Regions from separate parts of the Mus musculus genome. Here region 1 is linked to region 2. Evidence: chromatin contacts called from public HiChIP or PLAC-seq data. All regions are on one chromosome and are shown on one strand. Each heading gives the region's core, a stretch centred on a gene start, on an enhancer-like site or on the middle of the called end of the contact. The rest is flanking DNA. Distances are from core to core; before and after follow the strand shown. Region 1 holds the start of 2810433D01Rik (RIKEN cDNA 2810433D01 gene). Region 2 holds the start of Fam171a2 (family with sequence similarity 171, member A2).

Region 1 (2,900 bases), core at 48-2,547, 180 kb before region 2:
CACAAACACACACACACACACTTGCATGAGTTTCTAACCTGCAAAGACTCATATACATGGAGTGCAATTGAACTGAACTAACAAACCACCTGCAGTTCTCCCTCACTGGAGATGTGACAGAGCTGACTGGGTGCCATAACTACAATGGGACCTCAGCTCTGCCCCATAAGACCTGCATTGCTGCCTTCCCAAGCATCGTCCCGAGACTGCTGATGTACGCACGCCTCCCCCTGCACACTCCCTAGCACCAGGCTCAAGCACATTTCCCATTGATACTTCATTTGTGTGTGCAACTGACCCAGCCCACACCCAACACGTACGAGCTGCCTAATGCCCAGCGTCCTCAGCGACCAGAGACTGGCGTGCAGTCATTTAAGCTTGACAGATGGCTCCATGCATGGATGCATAAACGGGCGACAAGCATGAACGAGAAGCTTAGCGTGGCTGGGGATAAAGCCAGGGGTGGAGGACTTATCTAGCATGCCCTGGCAATCCAGCCAAACAGCGAGATGCATAGGACAGACTATTCCAATTAGCATATGGGGAAGGGAGAATCAGAGACACGTGGTCTCACAGCTAACCAGTAGAGATGGAACCCTTGCCTGGATTTTTTTGACTTACAGCTTACCAATTTAGAATCAAACCCAGGCCCCTGTTATCCCAGCCTACACCCAAGAGTGCTATGTATGGCCAAGCAGATCATACACTGCACAATCCTCGAATGTACTCCTCCAGCTGGAGCCCCGGTAGATAGCAGTTCCTGGAGCTCTTGCGAGATGTCACCCTCTTGACTGTATGCAGACACCCTGCCTCCAGTCTCTTTCCTGAGCTGCTTTGTGAACACATTTCAAACAGTGGAGATATGAACCCCATACCCCCTTTCTCCACTACCCAGGATGCCAGCCAGAAAGAGCTCTTGAAAGGCAAGAGAGGGTGCTCCAGGAATATACAAAGTCCCTCTCAGGACCAGTAATGTCCCCTGCCTCTCCCAGTAAAAGCTCTTCTGTCAGACCTGGTCACGTCCCGTCCCCCCTACCCCCAGAGGCCTCTGACATTTGCCCACACCTGGCTCTATGATTATAGACATCAGTACTCTGAGATGGGAGGTGTAGATGTCCAGTCTCCTATCTGAGACACAACCACGCGGGGCCTGAGGGCTGGGGCCCACCTCTCCCAACAAAGCCCCCTCCCCCTTCACTCGTGTGCGGGGGCCCTGGCCCCACCCGGGGAACAAGGCTGGGATTAATAAGCGCCCAGCTCCCTCCCCTAATGGGCTCCAGCTGCACAAACATTCCCAGAATTCAGAGCCGGCTCTGTCTGGGGCGGCCCAGGCCTCAGCCCCAGCATTCCTGACCCCCTCCCCCCAAGCCTGGGACAGCTGCTCCGGAACTCAGCAACTGGCTGGGGATCGAATCCCAATTCAGCTTTTCCAGAGGTAGGGGGCACTGAGATGGCTGGGGCTGGGGCTGCTGGCTGGGGGTGGGAGCAAGGAGAAGGGAAGAGAGAAGGAACTTTAAGAGACTCCTCTGATCCTCACGGATCACGGCCCCTCCCCCCCGCACCTCTCCCCTCCTCCAGTGCTGAACGCTCTCTCAGCAGTAGGTATCAGGGGTCTGCACAGTGTTACCTAATTTGTCTCACCAGGCAGTGCCCTTGGCTGGCATGGCCCAGAAGGAGGTAGCAGCCTGTTCTGAGAGGAAAGATAAGCATCTGCCCTTATGTTTAATAAAGAGATCCGGCTGTGTCTTCTCAGACCCTGTGGCCAGGCAGGAACTTGTACAAACAGGTTCTTATCAAGAAGGTGAAAGAGGCCCAGGATGCAGTTGAGTAAAGTGCTTGCCTAACTGAGCAGAGGGCCTGAGTTTGACACTCCCTCCCTCACCCCAAAAAAGGGGGTGTGAAGATGCAGGGGGAGCAGTGAGGTGCATTTGGGGACCCAGGGACAGGAGTCCCAAGGGGACACAGGTATACTGTATTGATAATATAGACCTGTCTTCTTTCCACCTCTCGATCCAGGGCCAGAAGAAGTTGTGCGTGCGCCCTGTACCTGTCGCCCAAAGTTATGCTAGCTGTAGACAATGGTGAGGGTCCATCTAGGGAACTGGGGGACCACATAGGGACTAATGAAAGTATAGGTATGAGTGTGTGTGTGTGTGAGAGAGAGAGAGAGAGAGAGAGAGAGAGAGAGAGAGAGAGACTGCTCAGAAGTGTGTCTATGTTCCTGTTCCTCACACATTCCATAAATGAGTCAAGTACACACTCACCAGGGAAGGCTCCCTGTTGCCTACTGTCCTAGTTAGGGTTTTATTGCTATGAAGAGACACCATGACTACAGCAACTTTTTTTGTTTTGTTTTGTTTTGTTTTTTCGAGACAGGGTTTCTCTGTGTAGCCCTGGCTGTCCTGGAACTCACTTTGTAGACCAGGCTGGCCTTGAACTCAGAAATCTGCCTGCCTCTGCCTCCCAAGTGCTGGGATTAATGGCGTGTGCCACCACGCCCGGCTGACTACAGCAACTCTTCCAAAGGAAAACATTACATTGGGGCTAGCATACAGGTTCAGAGGTTTATTTAGTTCATTATTGTCATGGTGGAGCATGGCAATGGCAACAGGCAGACAGGGTGCTAGAGAAGGAGCTGAAAGCTCTACATCTGGGTGGGCAGGCAGCAGGAAGACAGAATGATAGTGAGCCTGGCTTGAGCTTCTGAACCTTCGAAGCTCACTCCCTATGACACACTTCCTCCAACAAGGCCACATCCCCCAATACTGTGCTTCCTGTGAATCTGTGGAGGCCATTTTCATTCAAACAACCACACCCATTATTACCCCAAGTCCTTGCCACTCTATGCTAAAGGGAAGCTAGGGAAGGAAGAGTGGGAAGAGAAGGATTGGGATGGGGAA
Region 2 (2,861 bases), core at 27-2,526:
GTCTGAGGTGGGGGGCGGGGGCGGTGAGAAGAAGGAGGAGGAAGAGGAAACAGATGGAAATGAGGGGAGGAGAAAGAAAGAAGGAAAAGAGGGAAAGAGGAAAGGAAGGGATGAAGGGAAAGACCTGGTGACTTTGCCCCCTTAAGTAGAGAGACTTAGTCAGAGGGAAGCCTGCTGCGTCCCCTAGGGGAAGCCATCCTTGTCATAGGTCTCCTGGGTAGCAGGCTGTGCTGAAGAGGTGACTGGGCAGAGAGAACGACGCAAAACAGAAGCTAAGGGATAGTGACAGCCAGAAACGATAAGGAGAGAAAGGTTGTTTGGGAGCTTGTCTTCAAACATGGGGTTCAGCGAAGGAAGATCCAGTTTGTCAATCAGGATGCCGGAACCAATGGGATTCTTTTGTGGGGGGAGGCGTCTGCTTCCACTTCTACAAAACCTCTCTAGCCAGATGTCTCCTCCAGAAGGAGGTCTTATTACTCCAAGGGAGGCAAGCCCCTCCCCGGCCAACAATAGCACCACTTACTGCACCGGTGCACCTGTCAGACTTGTGTCAGAGGACCAGGAACTGGCTATGTAGAGCAAAGTGGCCTTGAACTCACAGAGCTCTTCCTGTTGGGATAAAAGGTGCCTGGCATTCCTCCACCATCACCCCGAACCACCCCTCACACACACCTTGGTATCTCAACCACGTTACTAGGTAGAGATTATTATGATTGTCACTTTAAAGGATAAGTGAGGCTGAATATAGCGGCTTGCATTTGAAATCCCAACACTCTGGAAGCGGAGGCAGGAAAAGGGCCATGAGTTCGAGGTCATTCTGAACTTCAGACCATCCTCTTTAAAGCAAGAGAGGCTAAGAAGGCTGTAAGGAACTTGTCTTGCCTGTTTCTGAATGGAAGTCATGGGGGGCGGGGGAGGAGGCTGACATGACCACAGGTCAGCTTCCCAATGTTGGATGGAGACCGCAGCCTCCTCAACACTACGGAGCTCTCGGTGTGGGAGAAGAAAATTCTCACTCTTTCCAACTACAGCCCTTAGGAGTAGGCAATAGCCATTCTCCTACCCCTCAATTTTACACCACATCTCAAGAGCTCTCCAACCCCAACCCGGGTAATTGCCCCCTAATCGCTGCACTCCATTGCTGTCTGGAATCTTGGGTTACCGGGTGGGGGCTGCCGGGTGGGCTGCAGGCAGAGCCGGGCCTCGAGGGGGCGGTGCCCGCTGGCCCGCCGTGCCGGGTGTCGACTGCAGGGGGCGCTGGCGGCCGCTCCGGGCAGAGACAATCGCGCCGAGCGGGCGCCGCAGCCGGAGCGGGAGCCCAACCCGGAGCTGCACAGAGCGGTGCAGAACTGGGGCTGAGCGGGGCCGGCCGATCAGGGCCGGGCGGCAACGATGGACCGCTAGGGCCCGGCCGAGCCCCGCGATGCCGCCGCCGAGTGGCCCCGGCGTCCTCGCGCGGCTGCTGCCGCTGCTGGGGCTGCTGCTCGGCGGCGCCTCCCGGGCTCCCGGCAAGTCTCCGCCGGAGCCCCCCAGCCCGCAGGGTGAGTATCGGCCTCGAGGGGCGGCGATCGTGGGCCTGTACCCTGTGATCGGCTGCCACCGCTGGCCCCCTCTTCACGGTGCTAGTGACTTGGGATGCATTCTGCTCCCAGGATGGCGGGGGGAAGGCGACCTGAGATCGGTGCTTCTGGGGGAGAGATTGGGGGACTGTTTGCTGCGGGGGTCTTGGGGAGACACAATGGAGAGGGCGAGGGTCTCCAGGCTCGGCGCTGCCGCCTCCTCCGACTTGTTTTTCTCCCTCCTGGTCCGCGAGGCACTGCAGCCAGAGCTATTGTCTGCGGAAGACACCCGCCCAGGGGCGGGCTGGGGCGGGCGCCGGCTCCGCAGCCCCCCGCGGGTCCCTAGCTGCGACCCAGGCTGGGTGGGGGCGCAGACATCGGCTGCCACCCTGGCCGGACTGGGGCTGGGAGCTTAGAGCTGGGCTGCGAGGGGGGAGGGGAGAGGGGGAGTGGGTGAGGCTGTAGGCGGGATTGACTGCTCGAATGGGGTTTTCACCCAGGAGCCTGACAGCTTCTAGCCAATCCCCCCCCAGGTTTAGAATTTGGGGCTCACCGAATAAACACTGATCAGCTCATGCTAGAGGGAGGGGATGCATTTGGAAGGGGGGGGGCGAGTACAGGCGTTATTGTGATTCCCGGCTCAAGGCGCATGGCAGGGCTGTGGTCACGGAGCCATGCTGAGCTGGCTGGCTAGCTGTGGGCAGTACCAGCTGAGAGGGCAGGTGTCTGGGTCCTTGTCCAGCCTGTCTCTTGCTACTACTCTCTTCTACCAGCTTCCCTTCTTCATTTCACTCATTCCCCCGCCCCCAAAGGAGACCCTGACCCTCCTAACGCCTAACCTGGCCCACATGGGTGTGTGAGGTGAAGGTAGAGCTGGCCCCTGCATTGGGAGCTGGACACCCTGACTCCACAGCTCACTCGTGGGTGCTCTGGGCCTCTCTTCTCCTCATCCCTGCTTCCCTCTCCCACCTTTCTGGTTCCTGCGCCACCACCCCACAATTGCTCTTCCTTCCCTGCCTGCGGTTCCATCCTGAAACAGTGTTCTTTGCTCCTTATGCCACCCCCCCCCCACACACACACACACCAGAAGCTAGCAGGAAAGGCGGAAGGCGGGGGTCTGGTTGAGGGAAGTAGGGTCCGGATGAAGGAAGGAGGTCGGATTTCCTCCTGGAACAAGGCAGGGCTAGCCAAGTGGAGAGATGCAGATACTGTATGGAATGCCAAGCTTTGAGGGTGGGGAGGGATCTTCCTGTGCCTCAGTCTCCCCTAATCTCCCAGAGAAGAGGCCCAAGCTAAGAAGCT

What was found. HiChIP or PLAC-seq counts read pairs in DNA pulled down with a chosen protein or histone mark.
Region 1: a contact with region 2 is called in an H3K4me3 HiChIP or PLAC-seq map of embryonic stem cells, with 16 read pairs. The contact joins the promoter of 2810433D01Rik here to the promoter of Fam171a2 in region 2. A contact is called at or near these places in 3 of 39 promoter capture datasets (all in embryonic stem cells), 4 of 115 datasets of contacts at active chromatin or transcription factors (embryonic stem cells and pancreatic cancer cells) and 2 of 9 other capture datasets (embryonic stem cells and pancreatic islet).

The regions. Positions count from the first base shown.
Region 1 is chr11:102,622,813-102,625,712 of GRCm38.p6, reverse strand. 2810433D01Rik (RIKEN cDNA 2810433D01 gene) reads left to right here and starts at 1,297. Exons shown (of 4, transcript NR_033474.1): 1 at 1,297-1,435.
Region 2 is chr11:102,446,078-102,448,938 of GRCm38.p6, reverse strand. It overlaps Fam171a2 (family with sequence similarity 171, member A2), which reads left to right and starts at 1,276. Exons shown (of 8, transcript NM_199200.2): 1 at 1,276-1,541. The coding sequence starts at 1,424.